4 separate regions of the Mus musculus genome follow, and regions 2, 3 and 4 are each linked to region 1. The links are chromatin contacts, called in public HiChIP or PLAC-seq and promoter capture Hi-C maps. All regions are on one chromosome and are shown on one strand. The core of a region is the stretch at or near the end of the contact, and the rest is flanking DNA. Distances in the headings are between cores, read along the strand shown. Region 1 holds the start of Clcn5 (chloride channel, voltage-sensitive 5). Region 2 overlaps Dgkk (diacylglycerol kinase kappa). Region 3 holds the start of Ccdc22 (coiled-coil domain containing 22). Region 4 holds the start of Ccdc120 (coiled-coil domain containing 120).

Region 1 (5,431 bases), core at 1,968-4,467:
GTGTGTGTGTGTGTGTGTGAATTGGGTGTGTTTAAATATTGGAGCCCTCCAAGCTGTTGGCGGTCAGTGGCGACACCACGTGGCTATATTTATGTATTGCAGCCACGTCATACTCTATGAGACTCTAAGCCTCTCAAATAATCCTACAGATGAAGCAAAGGCTCTTGTCTTGGAGGGATAAACTTGCTTCCAGTCAGCCTGCCCTTTTTCATGCCCCTTTATCAGAGGAGACTCTTTTGACCGTTACTTGTATTGTAGTTCCTCGGGGATTGGGGTGGGTGCTTCCTCATCAATGCACAAGTGAGCTCTTGTTTTTCTCTCCTGAAGTGTTGAGCAGGACAAAAAAGACAGAAAAGAGAAACTTCTCAAAAAAACAAAACCAAAACCAAACCAAAACCAAAACCAAACCAAACCAAACCAAACCAAACCAAACCAAACCAAAAACACACCTGATTTCAGTTCTTAAGGAAGAGTCCTAACAAAAGGATTGCCTTGTTCAAACGTTTTCACTATTGGGCATATTAGTAAAGTGCATATTTACCATGCACAAATCATGTGTGTGTGTGTGGTGTGTGCTCGCACATCACACATCAAAGCAAACTTCCTCAATTCTTCCCCCATTTGTTTCTGAATCAAGTAGGAATATCTGTCCAGCATTCCCAGTCCTTCTAATTTAGCCTCGGTTCCTTTCCATTCACACCACACACAACCTCTATGCTTCGATACTGTAGTGTGGTATGTAGTAATAGGCTGGAGTGTAGGTGACCATGGTGGTTTAAAAAACCCCCTTTGTCCTTTTCAGTCATAAGCTAGCAGCATCTTGCTGCCTGCCACTTGTTATCACCCACTAGTATTGTCATCACTAAATCACCCCATGTGTGTGGAGGGCATAAACGAAGCTGGCACACAGAAGCAGCTTTGATTTGGGGCTCAGGTATAGAGCTTTAGATAAAGGCCTACCTGGATCCAACATTTCATATCTACTCCAGGGTTCCCAAGAATGCAGAGCTCTGGATTCACTCCACAGTCCAGATCCACACAGTGATGATCAGGGTTTGAGCTTATGGAAGCATGGCTTCTTTTGAAATTCATCTAACGTTTAGTCTTCTCCCATGACCCTATCTTTTTTCTCTGTGAGATGACCATTTTTTTTCCTGTTAGGTTTTGTATTAAAATAAGCCCAAAACTTCATTGTGTTTGATTATAGCTTTATCTCTGGAAGCTTTGCATGGCTTGGGCTCAGATACAGGTTTTATATTTCCAAACCCTTAACTTATCCAAAGTAGGCATTCAAAATTCACTGAGCATACATGGCCTTACTGAATTTTGCTCCCTTGTGTTAACATTGCTGATCTGCCAGGCAAGATGTGCCTACTGGTGTAATAGTGGCATGTTGATGGCCACTTTCTGATTGAAACCTTTATCACAGGAGAGAATTTTATGCCTGATACTGTAACTCCATGTCTGGGTCACTCCTTGGGTAGAACCTGCTATTTTAATTTAGCTAAATGATTGCCTTCCAAATATTAGTGTCTATAGCTATAGATCTGGGCTGTTCTCAACTTTGGTCTGAGGAGCTTCTTTTTGCCATGAAACACAGAAACTCACAACTGGCCAAAGTTCTGAGAAGAGACTGAGTGCTCAGCCCGAAGTCTAAATGACAGAATTCTCAACCCTACCCCCACCCCCAATTAGGCCTAAGGGCCATCTTAGAAGAGGAGATTGAAAGAATGCAGGAGCTGGAGGATGCACAGGAGTGCTGTAAAAGACTGTCCTTTGTCCACAAGGTCACTGACTCCTGAACAAGACCAAGCCACCAACATTCCTACAGAGATGGGAGAGGTGATATCCAGACTCTATTTCTTACTGAGATTCCATTGGTAGTTGATAGCTTCCCACCTGGGGAGAGAGAATTGCTCTTCTTTGAGGGTGTGACCTCTGGTAGGTTTTTCCTGGTCTGTCGAATGGTCCCACACTCTTGCAAATATGGGCAGCACTAACTGGATTTATTGGGTTACTAACACAAGAAATTTGAAATTATGAGGGGAGGTGTTGGGGGAAATATGGATTTCTTGGGGAGAATTGGAGGGAGCAAATGGAAGCGTATAAGATTATAGTTTATTGTATACTTGTATAAACTTCTCAAAGAAAAAAAAAGTCTACGGGTGTGGCACAGGTCTACAATCCCAGCGCTTGGGAGGCAGAAGCAGCTGAGTATCTGTGATCCCAAGGCCAGTTTAGTTTACATGGTGAGTTTCAGGCATCCAAGGCTAAATAGTGAGTCCCTGTTGCAAGAAAAAAAAATACTATTTACTACAGTGGATTTTGAATTTGAATACTTGGCTTCTAGGTAGATTACTTGTGTTGATGATGTGGATTCCAATCTTAGTTCTTGCAATAAATTAATAGCTGCACTCCATTTGTATAACCTGTTCATTCCTCACAAGGATAGGATAGTTCTTCTAATTATTCGGAATGGCTTTGGAGACAGAGAGACCTCAGTTGGAATCTGAGCTTTATTTTGTGTTTTGTTTGTCTGTTTTTGAGACAGCATCCTGCCTTCAAACTTACAATATAGCCTAGGATGACCTCGCATCGATTCTCCTGCCTTCAACCTCAAAGAATCGGGATTAGAAGTATATGTCACCTTGAGTTTTCGCTTGACAATGATTAAATTGGCAATAATACCTATAAGTAACTGCAGTATAGATTTCCCTGTGTTGGATTAAATTGGCCCCTGCAAGCACTACTGTATTTGATCACTATTCTTATTGCTACTACAGTGTGAGATTGGAAAAGCTATGTAACCTTTCTGAGCCTCTGTATTTTTATGAGGGAAAACGGATAATGACACACTCTTCATGAGTTCTTGTGAGCATTAAATGAAACGAATAAAGTATATTAGCCAGAACAATGCCTGGCATAAGGGAGGCTTAAATTTGTGGTCTGATGTCCGCTGTGGGCAAGATACTCAGGATAAACAGTTTGTTCTAAAGACAAAAGCAAAACCAAGGTAGGCAATCTGCAAACAATGAAACCGAAGGGAGCATTGCTTTTTTTTTCCCCCAAATGCAACTGACACGCCCCGCATTTGGGTTGGATCCGCCCAGTCCTCATTAAATATGGCTGCAAGCCCGACTACCCTATTGCGGTTGCGCATGCCGAAGCTCCTCCCAGCTGCTGCTTCTCGGTGGCGCTTTCCCCCCTGGCCGGCCCGAGGTGCCTGGAGCGGGCCCTCCGTGGCGCGCATGCGCAGACGCCGTCTTGGCAGAGCTAATACTCCAAGGCGCCTGTCACATGAGCCTCGCTCCCGCTCCGCTCCCCCTCCTCCCGGCTGGGCTGTGTGAATGAAGCTCTGCCGGCTACGTGGGGCGCTAGCTCTACTCGCCGTGTGGAACGCCAGAGCCGACTGAGCGCGCTGCCCACCGCCGGTGGACACGGGCTCCGCCGCGCCGGACCTCGGTGACAGGTAAAGGCAAATGGGCTTCCCTTCCCCAACAGGTCCTTCCCGGCTCACCGGCCGCCGGCCCACCCGAGGAGCCCCCCGGTACGGCGAGCAGGGAAGAACGCTCGCCTGCCACCGCGGTCCCCGGAGCTGGCGTTCCCTCTGCCCGGCCGCCACTGAAGGAGGTGGTGGACAGCCTGGTTCCTGCCAGAGCGGGGCGGCATCTCCTCGGCAGCCCAGCCCTGTTCTGGGGAGCAGGGTCCCCAGGCTGCCGATCGAAGTTTCCTTGCCAAGCGGCGCCAAGCCCACCCAGCTTTGAAAGCGGGGAGCTTGGCTGCCCGCGTCGCTTCTCCAGAGGACAGGGCTGGGGCGGCGTTCGCTGGGAAAGCGCAGCCGAGGCCAGGTTCGGCTTGCTCCTGCTTTGGACCCGCCACAGGTTTCTAGGGCTTCTTAGCGAAGTGCAGTCCAGACGGTCTGGGCGAAGAAGTTGGTGTGCGTTTTCGCCCTTTGCCGCCCAATGCGCTTAAGCTGCTGCTTCCAGAGGTTGGAGCCCCGCGCTCCAGCTCCTTTCCAAGTAATGGAAAGAAAGCTTTAGCTTTAGCTTAACTTTGACGTGCTTTTTACCTTTATGAACGTTTCAGAACAAATCAGTTGACTGAAGTTGGACGGGTGGCCCTGTGATAACGTCAGTGGAAGCTGCGCCGAGTAAATGAGGGGAAAGCCAGAAGGTGAAGCATTAAAAACCAGTGAGACTCCCCTTTACACATACTTCATAAATGTATTAGTAATTTCCCGGGTTGAATTTCAGAGCTGTTAAATTTCCCCTTGTTCCACGACGTGCTGATCAGTAAGTACTTCTTAACAGTAAAATAGGAGGGGGATGGGGAGTCGACTTAAACTGAGCCATGTTCCAGGTAAACTCATTGGAGCACTTTTCCCTGGTGAATTCATCCTTAGAGTTTAAGCTCTCTTTTTCTTGGATTTCAGGAGCCTCTCCTCATCCAAAGCCCAGTCTTTGTTGGAGTTTTGAGGACTGGCGCACACACGAACCCTTTTTGTTCTTTAAAGAAAAAGAGGTCATTAAAGAGGGCCAACACTATTCTCCAACTAGTATTAGCCTTAAGCGTTTGGGCTTTAGCTTTCCCACTTCAGAGTTGCACACGTTGGTTATGTAAAAATCAATGGAAGTAGGAATTCACCTCAGGACAAAAAGGTGAGGGCCTTTCTGGAAAAAAATACAAATTAGCTTTTATGCCCAATGAGGGAAATAAATTATTAAAAAACTTGTTTAAATGTACTGGGTGCTTAATATATGAAACTTCCAAACCAAACTAAGACACCCCCTCCCAAACTGGTAATCACACCCGTTAATTTTTCCTTTGCTTTCTAACTCCTGTCATATAACTGGAAACTATTGTTTTGAGACTGAATTTAAAAATTCCAAATTGATCAATACCGTTGTGTGTGTGTGTGTGTGTATGTGTGTGTGTGTGTGTGTGTGTGTGTGCGCGCACGCATGCTCATGGGTGGGAGCTTAGCTTTATATAGTCACTTCTTTCTTCCCATCTTTACTGGAATTCTTGGGATTGAAGTCAGCCTTGAGCGCCAAGCTCTTTTTAACTGAGGAGCCTTCTCAACAGCTTTGGGTTTGAAAATGCATCTCTGGGAGTTAGCTAACTTACTTTGATTGTATTAATATTAATATTCTAGTTTTATGTTTTTCTTTGTCCTTGACTCATTCCCTCATTATACAAACAATAGAATATGTTCACGATAGGAATTTTGCAAAACGAGGAAAGTATAAAATAAAGTGGAACGGAAGAGCCAGTCCCCCCCTCCCCAAACTGGTATCATCGCTTCTTACTTTTTATTACGCTCCCTTTTTTGTCTGTAAGGTTTATTTTAATACTTTATTCACAGAGTCTTCTGTGTTTTCTACTGAGGTGTTCATGTAACACTGCACCTTTATGGACAGAGGAAGAATTC
Region 2 (5,462 bases), core at 41-2,540, 400 kb after region 1:
TGTTGCTTGAGTTATAAGACAGCACACAGGTAAGGCATCAGTCCCTGGATACTTGGCTCAAACTTCCACTAGTCCCCTAATATTCCAGGGCTGATGGGACCTAGGACTCTGACTTTTGCCACCCTTATGCCCAGAGGTAAGGAGTCCACAGAGAACCCGCCCATACAAGAGCTGTGGATACCCTAGCTGGACCTGAAATGTAAGCAGTCTCCAGAATATTAGCCACCACTCCCATTTCCACTCACTAGACATTATAATTTCATATGTGCAAGTCCCAGGAAGGAAACAAACAAAATTGGCATGCTAATCCAAGAAAACTTATATCCACAAAAAATTACTGATCCCATAATAATGAAACCTAATGAAAAGGATGGGGGAGAATTTCAGAGAAAGGATTAGAAAGAATGATTATAAGCATGTCCAAACAACTCAAAGAAGACAAGACTAGTCTCTAAGAGAACAAAAGAGATAAAGAAGTCAATACACATTATGAAAAGAGAATTCAATAAAAACATAAAATTACTGAAGAAAGTTAAACTGAAATCCTGCTGGAAATGAAAAAGCCAATGAACAGGACTAGAAGCCACACTGCAGCATGAATTGCTTATTACAGTTAAGTAATTGAAAGGGACCTAAGTACATTAACATCCAATCTGCTTCTTCTCCAGTCCTAGAGTCTATGTGATCAATACCCCAATAAACCTCACGTACCATCAAACCCGTGGAATATCTCTATTAGTGGCTTGAACTTGCTGCTGTGATCGCAACCAATGCAGGCACCAGCACCACATGGCCATTTTACTTCATTTAAAATAGGCTCAAAGAATCCCACCAGGATATCCATAAAAGTGTTGGTAGGAATTTCATAGAAGGGTTTTCCAGTGACTGCTGCCAAGGCTATGACCAGTAAGTAAGTCAGTGGGAAGAGGTGAAGCCATGGGAGCTAGGCACACCTCTAAACAGTGCTTTGGCTACCACAGAGCCAGCAACGGCTTCTGTCTTTGTGTGAACGCAGCAAGTGGGGCTAGATGCAGTTTGCCTTAGCTACCCACAGCCCACAGAACAGAGTCAAAAAAAACTATATATAAGACAACCCAAGAGCCCACTGGTAGGAGCTGGTAAAAATCAACACCAAGTGTGACCAGGGCCACAACCAGGACAGGAGAGAAAAACCAGTGGCTCTAACAAAGAGGAAAAAAAAGCCCAAACGACATTCAGGACAGCGATCTTGTTTTCGTATATCCCACTTCATCGACTTCCTCTATAGCTATTTCTTATGTATGATGCACAGTAGGGCATTATAAATGCAGGCCAACAGTGTCCCCTGCTGTTCACACCTTTTGCTGTTTTACTCCCTCTTTTGCTTTCATTTGTTTCTTCCTTCCTCTTTCTCCATATGCATTCCTTAGTACTACGTCTCCTAAAGCCCAAAGGCTGACCTTATTTATGAAATTGGGATACATATCTTTACCTCTACTTTTTAATCTACCACTAGTCAAAACTCCCATATATTAACTCCATGTCTCCTTTGCCTCGATTATTCCCATCCCTACTTCCAACATAAGAACAGAACACTCATCACTAGACTCAATGGGATTGTTCACCTCCTCTCTTCTTTTCCATTCTTCTCATACTAATATATGAGCATACACAGCAGCATTGGGGGTCCTTTATTCCCTAAAGTAGTCAGTACTTTTTAAGTGTCTTTTTCATACTCACTTTCTAGTATTTTATCAGAGTGCTTGAACTATGGAATAGTGACTGGTGCTTCAGACAGTAGTCAGTCCTCAGACTGGAGACAGAGCCTGCTACCCGGAACACTAGTCTAACAGATGAAAACATTACCCCACCCGCTGCAACCCAGTCTCTCCTGAGCATTGCAAACATACTCACTGAAAGAAGAGAGGCGACCAGAAGAAAAAGAGTAAAAACAATGCATCTTAATCCCCCAAAGCTGATCCCACTGCAAAACCCCATGTAACGTGAAAACCCTATCTCCTCCAGAAATTACCAAGCCCATACTAATGACCCCCAAGCAAAATTGATTAGACAAAATCCAAGTTTCAGAATGCAAAGCAATAATTATACATATGTAATAATATCTCAGAGAGGACTCCAGTCGTTTCAAAGATAACACAAAGAGACAGCTGGATGAAACAAGGAAGTCAGTTCAGGATCTGAAAATAGAATTTAATAAAGAAATAGACATACCTAAAAACCTCAAACCATAATAATGATGGAAATGAAAAACATACTAGATCAAATAAAAATGTCGGTGAAAAGCGTCCCAATAGGATGAATCATATGGAAGATAGACTATTAGGCAATGAAGACAGAATGGAGCAGCAGCTCTCAACCTGTGGGTGGTGACCCCTTTGGGGTTTGAATGACCTTTTTATAGGGGCCACTTGACACCTAAGAAAATATTTGCGACAAGTCCCTTCTGGTCAGCACCAGCACCCGGTCACCTAGGGCACGGAGTCGGTGGATACCCCCATGGTCCCTAGAGGACTCTCCACGGGATTTTAGGATCATTGGTGAGTGGAACACAACATCAGTTCCAATCCAATAGGGTGGGACCTGAGACAGCATTAGGGAAGCAGAAAAGCTGGCCTGACCAGGGTCACAAGTCCCTTCCGGTTGGCACCAGCACCGGGTCACCTTGGGTGCCGAATCAGTGGACATCTCCACAGTCCCCAGAGGACTCTCCACGCGATCTTAGGATCAGTGACCAGACAGCTCCATGCTCCTCAAAGGAGACACCATTTCCAGACACTGTAACACGCCCAGGATCTTTGACAACAGGATCCCAGGATAAAAGGAGCTTGGTCACATCAGTATTTCAGGGTCTCAGAGGAACTTGACTGCCAAGAACTCTGATACACCCAGAATCTCAAGTTCACAGGAGCCCACAATCAAAGGATCACAGAGAAAGCTGAACTCTGAGGAGTCCTGAATCAACTGGGATTATAGGAAGGACAGGCTCTAATCAGATATATTGAGGGCAGCAAGCACTTGAGATAATCAGATGACAGAAAGCAAGCATAAGAACAGAAGCAACAGAAACCAAGGTCACTTGGCATCATCAGAACCAAACTCTCCCACTTTAACAAGTCCTGGATGCACCATCACATCAGAAAAGCAAGACATGGATCTAAAGTCACTTCTCATGATGATGATGGAGGACTTTAAGAGGGAAATAAAGGAAAACACAGGTAAACAGCTAGAAGCCTTTAAAGAGGAAACACAAAAATCCCTTAGAGAGTTACAGGAAAACAATATCAAACAGGTGATGGAATTGAACAAAAACATCCAGGATCTAAAAATGGAAGTAGAAACAATTAAGAAAACCCAAAGGGAGACAACTCTGGAGGCAGAAACCCTAGGAAAGAAATCAGGAACCATAGATATGAGCATCAGCAACAGAATACAAGAGATGGAAGAGAGAATCTCAGGTGCAGAAGATTCCATAGAGAGTATGGACACAACAATCAAAGAAAATGCAAAATGGGATGGACCATCTAGAGACTGCCATATCCAGGGATCCATCCCATAATTAGCCTCCAAACGATGACACCATGGCATACACTAGCAAGCGTTTGTTGAAAGGACCCAGATATAGCTGTCTCTTGTGAGACTATGCCAGGGCCTAGCAAACACATAAGTGGATGCTCACAGTCAGCTATTGGATGGATCACAGGGCCCCCAATGGAGGAGCTAGAGAAAGTATCCAAGAAGCTAAAGGGATCTGCAACCCTATAGGTACAACAACATTATGAACTAACCAGTACCCAGGAGCTCTTGACTCTAGCTGCATATGTATCAAAAGATGGCCTAGTCGGCCATCACTGCAAAGAGAGGCCCATTGGACACGCAAAGTGTATATGCCCCAGTACAGGGGAACACCAGGGCCAAAAAGGGGGAGTGGGTGGGTAGGGAAGTGGGGGGGTATGGGGGACTTTTGGGATAGCATTGGAAATGTAATTGAGGAAAATACGTAATAAAAAATATTTAAAAAATAAAAAAAAGAAAATGCAAAATGCCAAAAGATCCCTTTCTCCCTACCTATTCAATATAGTACTTGAAGTCCTAGCCAGAGCATTTCGACAACAAAAGGAGGTCAAAGGGATACAAATTGAAAAGGAAGAAGTTAAAATATCACTATTTGCAGATGATATGATAGTATATATAAGTAACCCTAAAAATTCCACTAGAGAACTCCTAAACCTGATAAACAGCTTCAGTGCAGTAGCTGGATAAAAAAAAATTAACTCAAACAAATCAGTGGCCTTTCTCTACACAAAGGACAAACAGGCTGAGAAAGAAATTAGGGAAACAACACCTTTCACAATAGTCACAAATAATATAAAATACCTTGGTGTGACTCTAACTAAGGAAGTAAAAGATCTGTATGATAAGAACTTCAAGTCTCTGAAGAAAGAAATTAAAGAAGATCTCAGAAGATGGAGAGATCTCCCATGCTCATGGATTGGCAGGATCAACATTGTAAAAATGGCTATCTTGCCGAAAGCAATCTACAGATTCAACACAATCTGCATCAAAATTCCAAACTCAATTCTTCACTGAGTTAGAAAGGGAAATTTTCAAATTCATCTGGAATAACAAAAAACATAGGATAGCAAAAACTCTTCTCAATGATAAAAGAACCTCTGTTGGAATCACCATATCTGACCTAAAGCTGTACTACAGAGCAATTGTGATAAAAGCTGCATGGTACTGGTATAGCGACAGACAGGTAGACCAATGGAATTGAAGACCCAGAAATGAACGCACACACCTATGGTCACTTGAGTTTTGACAAGGGAGCTAAAACCATCCAGTGGAAAAAAGATAGCATTTTCAACAAATGGTGCTGGCACAACTGGCAGTTTTCATGTAGAAGAATGTGAATTAGTCCATTCCTATCTCCTTGTATTAAGGTCTAATCTAAGTGGATCAAGGAACTCTACATAAAACCAGAGACACTGAAACTTATAGAGGAGAAAGTGGGGAAAAGCCTTGAAGATATGGGCACAGGGGAAAAATTCCTGAATAGAACATCAATGGCTTGTGCTGTAAGATCGAGAATCGATAAATGGGACCTCATAAAGTTGCAAAGCTTCTGTAAGGCAAAAGACACCGTCAATAAGACAAAAAGACCACCAACAGATTGGGAAAGGATCATTACCAATCCTAAATCAGATAGGGGACTAATATCCAATATATATAAAGATCTCAAGAAGATGGACTCCAGAAAACCAAATAACCCCATTAAAAAATGGGGCACAGAGCTGAACAAAGAATTCTCACCTGAGGAATACCGAATGCCAGAGAAGCACCTAAAAAAAGTTCAACATCCTTAGTTATCAGGGAAATGCAAATCAAAACAACCCTGAGATTCCACCTCACTCCAGTCAGAATGGCTAGGATCAAAAATTCATGTGACAGCAGATGCTGACGAG
Region 3 (5,692 bases), core at 2,719-5,218, 290 kb before region 1:
TTCCTGAGTTATAGGCACATGCAAGCATGGCCAGCTTAGTGCTAGACTCTTGATCTTGGTGACCTTCATTCCTCTGGACTCCCTGTCTATTCTCTCTCTCTCTCTCTCTCTCTCTCTCTCTCTCTCTCTCTCTCTCTCTCAATTTGCAATGCTTTGGATTGAACTCAAGGCATCTAATACACTAAATAAATACTTTACCACTGAGCTACACGCTCACCCCAGAATCTTTTCCCCCCAATATTTGATCATTGGTCTCTAGTAATCTCAGGCTTCCTCCAGTCCAGGCTTGACTTAACTCTAGACTCTTCGACACCCTAGTGATCCATCCTTACCCCTGAGCCTCGCAGGATACTTCCACTCTACAATGCTGATGCAGGACCGACGAATGGGATTAGTAAGGGTGAGGCAGAAGAGCGCTCGAGGTGATCTCTGAGCACTGGCCACCGCCACAGTCTTGTGTTTGTTGTGCTGGGTCCTTCTTCTTGGGGTCCCCAGGCCTGACGCCCCGCTGGTATCAGTCCCCACAGTTGGAGGCCCAGGACAGAGCCCCCATTCAGGGCCAGGGCCAGTCCCATTGGCTGGACTGGGCTCTGGGGTTGTATCTGTGTGGAGAAACAGGAGTCAGGGAAGGGACAGCATAGGACAATCATAGCCATTTCTTGTCCAGTCCCATCCCTGTATTTGATGGGAGAAGAACATGTAAAGCTATGGGGAGATGGGGGATGCTTGAGTTATGAGTTGAGGGTTGACAATCAATGTTGGAATGAAGTTTAGGGTAGAGGGATTTTTGCTAAGGAAAGCGGTCGAGGACTTGGTTAGATGATCACCATGCTGTGCATTTCAACTCCAGGACAAATTTAAGTTGTGGATTTTGTGTCTGCGTGGGTCTAGCCTCAATTGATATATGCAAGAATGGAGTTTGGTTGAGGTTTTATTTAGGGCTGAAGCTGGGTATTTGAATGACTTGGGCTTGGAATTAGGATCAAAGTGAGGGAGGGATACATTTTGAGTAGAATTTGCCTTTTGCATTGGTGTTTTCAGACTGTAGTTTCATGACTCTGTCTGTGGCTTTGTTTCAGCTTTTGAGAGGGGTAAAGGGTCAACCTGGTTAAGGTCCCCAGCTTTGAAGGAAATAAGACGTCTGGATTAAAATCCTTACTACTATTTAGAAGTTGTGTATTGCATTGAGTCAATTATGGGATTACATCTGAGCCTCAGTTTTCTTATCTGTATAATGGAAAGGATAATAATAGTTGCCTGAATTATAAGGATGTTGTGAGGAGTAAGTTGAGCTCAATATTCATACGAATGTCTAGTATGTGATATTATTTTGATTTTGAAAATGAGAAAATTGAAATGCAAGCGTTAATAATTTGCCGAAGTGGCTGAATCAAGAGCCAAACCAAGGCATTCTGACTCTTGAGCCTCCGCAGCTTACAGCAGCACTAGCTGTATGTTCCTGATCTGCATTCATTTTGTGTTTGTAGAAGGAAGGGTCTGCTCAACCTGGAGCATTGGCTCTGTGGTTAAGAGCTCATAGTGCTCCTCCAAAGGACATGGGTTTAATTCACAGCACTCACATGGCAGCTCAAAGTCTCCTGGAACTCAAGTTCTAGGAGATCTGACACCTTTTCTTACCTCTGCTGTCAATGCACACACATGACACTCATACATAAACTCAGGCACATACACACACTTATAAGATAAATTAATAACAACTTGAAAAAGGGTCTGTGCTGTTTCTGGACAGCCAGGGAAATCACTCCATAGCAGTACTGGCGTCTAGATGTTAGATGACCTTCAAGTTCATGATAAGGTCTGTAGCTATCATGCGGTTTGGATTCTAATGTCCCATGTGGTGGAGGTGGGGGATTGTCTTTTGGTTAGCAGGGTTTAGATTAAGGTTTAGTGTGAGGCTGGATTTGGAGTGAGTGCTAGGGTCAGGATTGAGTCTGGGTTTCATTTGGGAACTAAGGCTATGCATAAGGTTAGGGGCTATTGAGGATAACACATAGGCTAGGTTGTGCAATTGAGATTGGGTGACAAAGAAGCTCTTTTAAGGGGAGGCTAGGACAGGAAGAGGGGGATGATACTCTAGTTCCCCAGAGACCTCTCTGGGAGTAGGATCCAGGTGGGCAATTGGTAGGTGAGAGGATGAGGGTGGACCAGAGCCCAGGGTCACTTCAAGGGTCTTCAGGGGTGGATGGCTTCTCTCACCTTTCCCGACTTCAGATTCCGACATCCTCCTCAGGAGATATAAGGACCATCTGCACACAGTCCTCCCTCTCCTCTCCCAGCCTTAGAGAGATTAAGGTCACGGGGCGGGGAAAAATGGTGTCAGTTGGGAGGGTGAACAGGGGGAGCAAATGGGATATTTGTAGGTCTGAGATTGGCAAGGGGAAAGGCACTGGTTAAGTGTATAGTAAATCGATATCTGCACCAAGCAGGCAGAAACCAAAATACGAAAAAAAAAAGGTATAATTTTCCAATAGCATATAACACTTGAGGTACATAGGAAAAACCTAATATATATATATATTTATCTCTAGGAAAAAAGTCAGATAGTAAATATCAAAGGGACATAAAATGGAGAAATATGTAACATTTAGTGATGCTGTAAAGTTCCCCAAAGTGATCTTCTTGGCATTCTGCATTAGCTATACCAAACAAAATCTCAGCATAGTTTTCTTTGGAATTGACAGTCTTTGAGACAAATGACAAAAAATAAAAACAAAAACAAAAACAAAATACCAAAACACCACCACCAACAACAAAAAACCCCAAAACCAAAAAACAAAAAAGCCAAATCCATTTTGAAAAAGAACAAGACAACAAGATGGGAGGGCTTGCCATATATGATATCAAGACTCATTGTAAATCTACAGTAATTAAAAATAGAATACAGTCAGGGGCGGTGGTACAAGCCTTTAATCCTAGCACTTGGGAGAAAGAAATATTATTATTACAATTTTGAGGCCAGCCTGGGCTACATTGCAAGATTTTGTTGTCTGAAAACCAAACCAAAGCAAGACAGGATAGCACAACGAGAGGAGAAAGAGAGAGAGAGAGAGAGAGAGAGAGAGAGAGAGAGAGAGAGAGAGAGAGAGCTTAGTTCAGAAACTGAGTCAAGTATGTGATGTGTATGTGTGATTATGACAAATGTTAGCACTACTGGATAGTAGAGACAAAAGAGGCTGTTCAATAAGGAATGGTTTCATAAGGAGGTGATCTCCTTCTGTAGCCCAATCTACACTTGGGACAGGTGCTGAGATTACAGATGTTTACCACTACGCCTGGTCTAGTAATTCTTTGCTTTTTCCATCTATTTTGTGTGCATGATAGTGGTACTGCTGCACATGTGTAGATGTCAGAGGACATTTTGTAGGAGTCCATTCTCTTTTTATGTCTCTTGGGTCCCAGGGAGGATCGACCTCAGTTTGTTGTGGTTGGTGGTTAAGTAGGTTTACTCGAGCAATGACGTTTGTTTTATTTATTTAAAATCTATTTATGATCCTTTTGTGTGTGCTCACGAGCATAAATGTGTCACAGTGCACACGTGGAATTCAGACTCTTATCAAGTCATTTCCTGCCTTCCACCATGTGGATCTCAGGGAGAGAACTCAGGTTGTGAGGCTATCCTGAGTCACATCCCCAGTCGTAGCAATTATGTCTTAACCCTAGGAAGAAGGTATTATCCAAATTCTCACTTTACAGATGAGGCTAGCAAGACACGGGGGAACAGTCATTTTGTACACGTATAAACTTTTATAGCTTGGAAGATGAACGTGTCTTATAAATGAAAATTTTTCTCTGTCCTGTCTCTCAACTCCCCAGCCCATTTCCTTTTTTTTTCCCTTGGAGGAGACCATGGGACTACAAGTGAAAGAACTACAACTTCCAGGAGCCATTACGTAATTCACACCCCGCCTCCAGCGCCGCTGCCTGCGCAACGCTCACTCCTTAGAACTACATTTCCCAATGTTCCTCGCGCGGCACGTGACTCTCTGTCCTCGCCGCGCCGAGAGCAGCGCGGAGAGCTCCAATTTCTCTGATCTGGTCCTAGACCCAGCCCCGGAGTTAGAATTAACTCCACCATGGAGGAGGCTGACCGAATCCTCATCCATTCCTTGCGCCAGGCGGGCACGTAAGTACGCAACCCCCAGTCGCCTCCAATTGCTCACATCCGGGACTCCAAATCCTAGGACCCCCATTACCCGGGAACCTTAAAATGAAGACCTTGACACCCAAAGGCCCAAACTTACAGGATTCCGAAGCCTCTCCTCCTCCTCCCTGCTTACACTCTAACATCATGACTTTCCTAAATACTTTGATGTGGACATTGGGTAAAACCTCGAGGACTCAGACACCTTACAAACTGAGACCTGCATATGCTGGGATCCTGATATCTAGAGGTTCCAGGACACCCACACCAGGAAACTGATAACACAGGAGTCTGGCACCCAGAGTCTCCAGAATTCCTGAGACTGGCAACTTGATCTTCGAACAATAACTCCTGAAACTCCCAGGACTTATCAAAATACCAGGGCCCTACATTCTGACAGTAGCAGCACTTGGTAACACAGGAACACAAAGGATGCACTATTTGAGGGACCTAAAAGTCCTTGATGCCAAAATTTAGGATGCCCGATTTTTTATTTCTATTTATTGACCCTGACATTTGAGACTTCTGAAAACTCCAGCCTCTTCCTATGTAGCTTTCCCAAACCTCGTAGATCTAGGAGGCCTTGCCATGCAAAGAACAATGTCCTGGTGCCCAGAAATATGGAGACTGTGCCACTTGGACCATTTTCACTTTTGCAGATCCCAGAGGTTGGAAACTTTGAAGTGTAGGGGAGTTTGAGACTTTTCTGAATTCAGGTCACCCTCATTCACCGAGGTCTTAGGACTAAGTAAAGGTCATAGTCACCAGCACCCAGGATCTGTTGAAGCCTTGGTTGTTCCCTGCCCCGACCTGGATTCTAGAGCATTCCCTCTCTAGAAGTCTGTACTTTGTTTCCTAACTACTCAAGCCTGGTGCTTTCCTTTTTAGGGCAGTTCCTCCAGAAGTGCAGACTCTGCGAGCTTTCACCACTGAGCTGGTCGTAGAGGCTGTGGTCCGATGCCTTCGAGTGATTAATCCTGATGTGGGCTCTGGCCTCAGTCACTTGCTACCACCAGCCATGTCTGCCCGCTTCCGCCTGGCCATGAGTCTGGCCCAGGCCTGCATGGTGAGTGCCCTCCTCCCAGTGTGCACACTGTCTTCCTTCCTTTTTCACAAAGTCGCCAAGTTCTTTGACACTTGCCTTCTTCTCTGTCCCTTTGTATAGCTAAAGCTGCTGCCTCTGTAGCCAAACTGTGTGACTAGTTCAGACCCTACCTAGTTCAGTTCACGCTTTCTGTGTGACCCTAACTGTTCTATGCCTTCTCCTTATTTGTGAAATGGAGATGATATAATGAGCTTGTGTGGATTAAATGAGCTGATTCGGTTTGTGCTCAGGCTAATGTTAACAGCCACCTTCTAAGCTTGACATCAAAATCTCACTCCACTGTCACATAGTAGGCCATTTACCTATTTATTAGGGCTGAAGGAAGACCTTGACTGGGTTACATTCTCCTAAATAAAGCTCTGACTAGCTCTGCCCAGACCTCATGGGCATCCTATCGGACCTGCGATTACTTGTTTCATCAATGG
Region 4 (6,059 bases), core at 3,148-5,647, 420 kb before region 1:
TATCTCAAATGCATCTGAATATGTTTAGTTCTTTATAGAAAATTTTTATGTTTATTTCATATGCGGAAGTAAGGAATGCTTTTATCTCTATCTCTGTGATCGTGTGTGTGTGTGTGTGTGTGTGTGTGTGTGTGTGTGTGGTGTGAGAAAGAGAGAGGGAGAGGGAGAGAGGGAGGGAGGGAGGAAGGGAGAGAGAGAGAGCGGGAGCACAGGCGTGTGGATTTGGACAACCTTCAGGAGTCAGCTGCCTTCTTGCACCATGTTGAATTCTTGAACTCAGTCTTCAAGCTTGGTGGCAAGCACCTTGTGACCTATTCTGCTGACTCTGTTTATTTTGTGTATGTATGTTCTTGTTTGTGAGGACTCCTGTGTGGAGATCAAAGGAAAACTTTAGATGTTGGTCCTAGGCCTAACTCGTTTCAGGTAGGGTTTCTCATCTGCTGTGTATCTCAGGCAGGTCAGCCCACATGTTTAGGGGAATTCCATCATTGCCTGCTATCTTGCTGTGGGTGCTAAGATTACAGACCTGCAACATTGTGTCTGGCTTGTATAGGAGTTCTAAGGACCCAGGTGTAAGTTGTCAGGCTGGCTTCATGAGGGTTTTTCCCTGCTAAGGCATCTCTTTGGATGTCCCCATGAATACTTTCAGTTCTTGATTTTGGGTAGTGAAAATTCAGACAAAGTTCCCCAAGAAAAGAACAAACAGACAAACAAACATCTGTTTCAGATTTATTGGGTGACACTGAGTGATCCAGCTTTGTCTCCTAAGAAGCATGCAGACATATCTGTTTGATTCAGTGGGGAGGAACCCTCCTCATTATACCAGCAACATGCTTTGTGTCCTACCAAGCTGGAAATGGGTTAATTCAGTTGCTTGCAACAACTCTATGAGCATCTGTTACCATTTTATAATTGCGTTTTTAGACAGGGGCTCACTATGAAGCCCTGGCTGGCTTGGAACTTGCTTTGTAGACCAGGCTGGCCTCGAACTCGTCATAGATATCTGCCTGCCTCTGCCTCTGCCTCCTGAGTGCTGGAATTAAAGGTCTCCTTGCCTGACAATTAACTGTTGTGTAATTTAACATTGAGGACTCTGAATCCCTATAATGTTCCCTTCACAACCCCGATTTCCCTCTTTAACAGATGGGGACAGAGAGGCACAGAAAAGTGAGTTTTCTAAGCGGTCACATACTGTCACTGTGAGCGACAACAGAATTAAACCCTGACTCACCATTTACACTATTTGTGCAAGGTTCATGTATGTTTAGAGGTTAGACCATCTTCTGGTCTGTTAAAATTGTGCGGCTAGGCTAAGGCAGTGGGAGAATGCTTGCTTAGCGTGCTCCAGGCCCTAGGTTCAATTTCCTGTGCTGAGAAAAAAAATCATGAAGGGGACAATGATGTATGGGGTGACCCAGCCCCACTTGTCTACTTACTATATCCTTCCTACTTCCTTCTAAACTCTAGTATACCTCTGTGGAATTATTATTACTATTATTAAAGGGTGGGTGGTTTTTTTTGTTTTTTGTTTTTTTGAAACAGGGTTTCTCTGCATAACCTTGACTGTCCTGGACCTCACTCAGGCTAGCCTTGAACTCAAGAGATCCCCCTGCCTCTGCCTCTTGAGTGCTGGGCTTAAAGGAAGGCTTGTACCGCCACCACTGCCAGGAGTTAAGGTTTGTTTTTATTTTTGTGTATATCTGTGTCATATGTCACCTGTGTACTAATACTCACAGGGGCCAGAAAGAAGGTGTTGGATCCCTTAGAGCTAGAGTTGACTGTGGTGAACCGCCTGATCCAGAGGCCAGGAAGCAAACCCCAGTCCTCTAGAAGAGCTTGTGCTCATCATAATCACTAAGCCAGATCTCTCAAGTTCTTTAAAAACAGACAAACAAACAAATTTGTTCAAATTGCTGTGGCTGGAGAGAAGGCTCAGCGATTGAAAACACTGGCTGATCTTCCAGAGGGACCAGATTGAATTTCCAACAGCCACATGATGGTTCATCTGTTGTTCCAGTCTGGGGGGTGGGGGGGTGTCTGTGGCCCTCTTCTGGACGCCACAGGCACTGCAGACACATGGTTCCCAGACACAATCAAGCCAACACTCATACACAGAAAAATAAGCTGGACACGGTGGCACATACTTCTTTAATCCCAGAATTAGGGAGGCAGAGGCAGGCGGATTTCTAAGAGTTTGAGGCCAGCCTGGTCTACAGAGTGAGTTCCAGGACACTGACGGCTACACAGAGAAACCCTGTCTTGGGAAAAAAGAAAAAAAAGAAAAGTAAGTGAAATCTTAAAATTTTTCATAGGTGTAATTTTTAACCGTGTGTGTGTGTGTGTGTGTGTGTGTGTGTGTGGTGCATGTGCACAGGTACCTGAGAGATGTTGAATTTCCCTGGAATTGGATTTATAGGAGGTTGTGAGCTACTATATGGATGCTCAAATCGAACTCAGGTCTTCCGGAGGAACAGTGTATATGTATGTGTGTATGTATATTATATATAATATACACATGTATGTATATATTATATATATGTATATTATATATTATATAATATATGATATATAGTATATGATACATGTATATTATATATTATATATTATATGTCTAATATGTAATATTAGACATACTGTATATTATACATGTTATACACACACACATACACCCTTTAAATATTGAACCACCTCTCTAATTCCAAATATCTTGTTCTTATGATTGGCCATTAATGATTTGGTGTGAGTTATATGTTCTTGTGGACCCTGTTGTCTATTTTGTCCATTTTACAGATGAGGTAACCAAAACTCTGAGGCTCTATCTGAATTATTTTCCTAATTTTTCATTTCTCTTGTCCCTGGTTATAAACATCCATTTTCCCAGCTGTCTGTAGTGGTACACACCTTTAATCCCAGCACTCAGGAAGCAGAGGCAGGCAGATTTCTGTTAGTTTGAGGCCAACCTCGTCTACAAAAAAGTCCAGGACAGCCAGGGCTCTGTTCCACAGAGAAACCATGTCTTGAAAAACAAAAACTTAAGAAAAAAAATCCATTTCCCAACATGCTTGGTGGCCTCCTGCAAGGGGGGTGGGGAGGGGTCCATGGCTGCCAAGAGGATGTCAGCTTGCTCCTTGCCTCCACTAGCAGTCCAAAGGAGGGAGAAGGGAGGAAGGAGATGGAAAGGGCCTTTGTGTTCCACACATACATTTCATAACCCGGAAGAAAGGTGGGCACCTGGGGCAGCAGGCCTTGATAACATGTGACTGGGGGAACTCTTCTCTAGGCTCTCCTCCCCAACAGGGAACACCCCTAAAACCCTCCCTGTTCATACATGGCAGCGGCTGCTATAGGGGTTAGGTTTGGGTTCTGAGGTCACAAAATAGATTGTCTTACCTGGAGTACAGCATGTTTGGTATGTGCCCAAGACAAGCTTAGGGCCCAGGTAGGGTTGTGTTGAAGGGCATTAGAGGGACTTAGAGTTTTCAATTTATTTCCCTGTCTGCTTCGCTCCAGGCTAGAAATGTTAACAGGGAGAACATGGATAAAGTTGAGTCTTCGTATTCTTTCTCCTTTCAGGAGTAGCCAGTGGCTCCTCTAGCGCAGGGCCCAGTCTAGTACTCTGGTTCTGCTCCTTCTTATGGTTGTTTTTGTTTCTTTGTTTGTTTGTTTCTGTGTAGCCCTGGCTGTCCTGGAACTAGTTCTGTAGACCAGGCTGGTCTCGAACTCAGAGCTGCCTGCCTCTGCCTCCTGAGTGCTGGGATTAAAGGAAGGTGTGTCCCACCCCAGCTGGCTCTTTCCTGTGCCTTTACATTAGTATGTTCTCAGTCAGGCCTCCCATTTCTACCATGGCTCAGAGCTCAGCGGAGGCTGGCTCTGTGCCGCCCCTCAGGTTGTAGGGTATAGATGATGGTGTTTCCTAGGTTTATTTGTTCCTGGAGTACAGAAGGTGGGAGTGTCTTAAGATCTGGTCTCTCCTTAGAAAGGTCAACTTCTCTCTGCAGCTTAGAAAATCATCATCCTAATTATGGGAGAAATTGATCCAAGATATGTGTGTGTGTGTGTGTGTGTGTGTGTGTCCATGTCTATGTCTGTTTGTCTATTTCACAGTTTCCTAGCCCCCATGTCCCGGGGTGTAGGCAGGCTCCAGTGGCCTGGGGATTTGGGCAGTGGCTCCTCCCACAATTCTTAGAGCTTATTGGCCAGTTATCTCTTAGATATCCGCAGTGAGGAAAGCATTCTATGCTTTCTCCTTGACCATATTGGGCTCCCCGAGGCACCTGGTCCCCCAGACTGCCTTCCCAGGGGTGACCCTAGCCCTGGAAGCGGGCAGGTAAGGGTTAAAAGGTGTGGGCCAACCCCATCCTGTCCAGGTAGGTTGGGCCTTTACCTAGTGGGAGGTAGCCAAGACAGCAGTCACTGCTGTTCACTTGTACTGCCAGGAAAGCTAGGGCCTGGACGAGACAACTGTTCTTTTGGAAATATTTGAGGCTGCCATCCAGCACTAGGGCATTGGTGAGTACCAGCGAGCAATGGGGCAGGGCCGTGAGATAGGGTAATGGCACAGGAACTGAGGAAGTTCCCTTCTAGAGATCCAGATCTGAGGAAGGAGGACCCTGAGAATATAGGGTAGCGATAGGAGGGGTGGTGTTCAGTATGGGAGGATCAGGGGACCAGGGCAAAGCCTCACGTGTCCATTTTCCTTTCTTGATATCAAAATAATTCTTGGTTGGAAAATGGAGGAGGAAGGACGGGGCAGAGACTCAGCCTTCTCTTCTCGGCCCCTCTCCCCCTTTTTATCAGGACTAGTGCCTCAGAGAAGACGAGCTGAACCGATTAGATACCACTGTTGTTCAGGCATCTGTATCTGCTTGTCCCTCTGTTTGTTTGTTCAGCCAGAGTAATTGAAGGGGGTGTGCTGTATGTTTGGGGGAGCAATGGGGATCAGGTCCAGACTCTGTGTGCATTTGCTCAAGTGGTGGCAGGATGTGGAAATGGGGCTCTCATTGACAGTGTTGGAGTGCCACCCAGGTGAAGTATCTTGGTTGTAAACAGTCATTACAGCCAGGAATTTTTCTCAGCCGTGGTGTCAGAAGGGCAGACCTGAAAAACCTGCTGGGCCTGCCTCTGTGTGTGTGTGTTTCCCCGCATGTGCCCTCTGTAGCTCGCTTGCTGCAACCTAAGCCCGTAACAGGACCACAGAATGACAAGGCAAAGCTCTGGTGTGGGCAGGAGGGTCTCAGAGGTTCATATGAGGGCATGGTAGTGATGCTGGAATGTGGTAGATTGCCTTCTTACTATCTCTGTCTGATGTCAGGCAGTCTGAAGTTCCAAGTGTACAGAACATGGAAGAGTAGAAGCAAAGGTTCCTGAGTCAGGTATGGAGGTGTGGGGCGTTGATCCATGTCTAGCCTGCCTAGTGACCCAATGACTCATGCCATAACTATGTCCCTGAGGTCAGACTGATGGGGTGGAGTCGGGGTTCCTGACTGGACCCTGTGTCGACTCCGGGATACTCTAATTTTCTAAAGAAGGAAGGACGGAGGCCCTCTGATGTGAAACATGAGACAATGTTGGTGAACGGGTAAATGGACCCAAGGTGGGAGGAGTTAGCTTTCTGTTGGGGTGGAGAAGGGTTCAGGCAAGCCTTGTGAAAGTTTTCCGAATTAAAATGGGTCCTGGGAAAGTAGAAGTTTCGGGGGCTGAGGGACCGAGGAGGCTGAGGTGGGACACTAAAGACACCCTACCATGCCGAAAGTGCTGGACCTCAGATGGGTGGGCTTGTGAGACCCCCTGCAGTGTACAAACTTTCTGTACAAAAGGCTTATGGGATTGCCTAACCATTGCAGTGGAGGATAGTCCATGAGTCCTTTGAGGGAGGGATACAGACTCTGTGGGACAAGCAGAAGACTGTAGAGAAAACTGGGGGGCGGGGGTACCTTGTAGACAGTCTGAGCACACCCTATAGTGTGAAAATGGGGAAGGGGCTTCTCCTTGGCGTTCTTGGTTTTCTGGGTCTGCTCTACCACATCATGACAAGCTGTGGATTTCAAGGGGTCGGGGGG

Evidence for each region. Promoter capture Hi-C pulls out the DNA fragments that hold promoters and counts their contacts. HiChIP or PLAC-seq counts read pairs in DNA pulled down with a chosen protein or histone mark.
Region 2: a contact with region 1 is called in an H3K4me3 HiChIP or PLAC-seq map of pro-B cells, with 10 times the contacts expected there. The contact joins the enhancer-like site here to the promoter of Clcn5 in region 1. A contact is called at or near these places in 12 of 39 promoter capture datasets (the 3T3-L1 cell line, 3T3-L1-derived adipocytes, the C10 cell line and 6 more), 2 of 15 datasets of contacts at CTCF or cohesin (large pre-B cells and pro-B cells), 32 of 484 Hi-C or Micro-C datasets (the 3T3-L1 cell line, 3T3-L1-derived adipocytes, the 63-12 cell line and 22 more), 9 of 115 datasets of contacts at active chromatin or transcription factors (astrocytes, bone marrow-derived dendritic cells, bone marrow-derived macrophages and 6 more) and 2 of 9 other capture datasets (adipose tissue and liver).
Region 3: a contact with region 1 is called in a promoter capture Hi-C map of neural stem cells. The contact joins the promoter of Ccdc22 here to the promoter of Clcn5 in region 1. A contact is called at or near these places in 12 of 39 promoter capture datasets (the 3T3-L1 cell line, the SN4741 cell line, cranial neural crest and 7 more), 2 of 484 Hi-C or Micro-C datasets (the C2C12 cell line and macrophages), 1 of 115 datasets of contacts at active chromatin or transcription factors (memory CD8 T cells) and 2 of 9 other capture datasets (adipose tissue and pancreatic islet).
Region 4: a contact with region 1 is called in an H3K27ac HiChIP or PLAC-seq map of embryonic stem cells, with 2.9 times the contacts expected there. The contact joins the promoter of Ccdc120 here to the promoter of Clcn5 in region 1. A contact is called at or near these places in 3 of 39 promoter capture datasets (3T3-L1-derived adipocytes, hippocampal neurons and neural stem cells), 1 of 115 datasets of contacts at active chromatin or transcription factors (embryonic stem cells) and 1 of 9 other capture datasets (liver).

Annotation. Positions count from the first base shown.
Region 1 is chrX:7,317,144-7,322,574 of GRCm38.p6, reverse strand. Clcn5 (chloride channel, voltage-sensitive 5) reads left to right here and starts at 3,217. Exons shown (of 14, transcript NM_001243762.1): 1 at 3,217-3,469.
Region 2 is chrX:6,918,214-6,923,675 of GRCm38.p6, reverse strand. All of the region lies in intron 13 of Dgkk (diacylglycerol kinase kappa), which reads right to left. Among named protein-coding and RNA genes, the nearest start is that of Ccnb3, 120 kb to the left of the region's middle. Within about 2 kb of position 1,290, at least 3 of the 459 cell types and tissues checked have an H3K27ac peak or open chromatin away from gene starts, as enhancers often do. A contact at or near this core is called in pro-B cells, where this site is marked.
Region 3 is chrX:7,603,696-7,609,387 of GRCm38.p6, reverse strand. It overlaps Ccdc22 (coiled-coil domain containing 22), which reads left to right and starts at 3,968. Exons shown (of 17, transcript NM_138603.3): 1 at 3,968-4,144; 2 at 5,051-5,228. The coding sequence starts at 4,095. Cacna1f (calcium channel, voltage-dependent, alpha 1F subunit) reads right to left here and starts at 2,285. Exons shown (of 48, transcript NM_019582.2): 1 at 2,218-2,285; 2 at 353-602. The coding sequence starts at 2,242.
Region 4 is chrX:7,739,662-7,745,720 of GRCm38.p6, reverse strand. It overlaps Ccdc120 (coiled-coil domain containing 120), which reads left to right and starts at 4,397. Exons shown (of 10, transcript NM_207202.2): 1 at 4,397-4,509.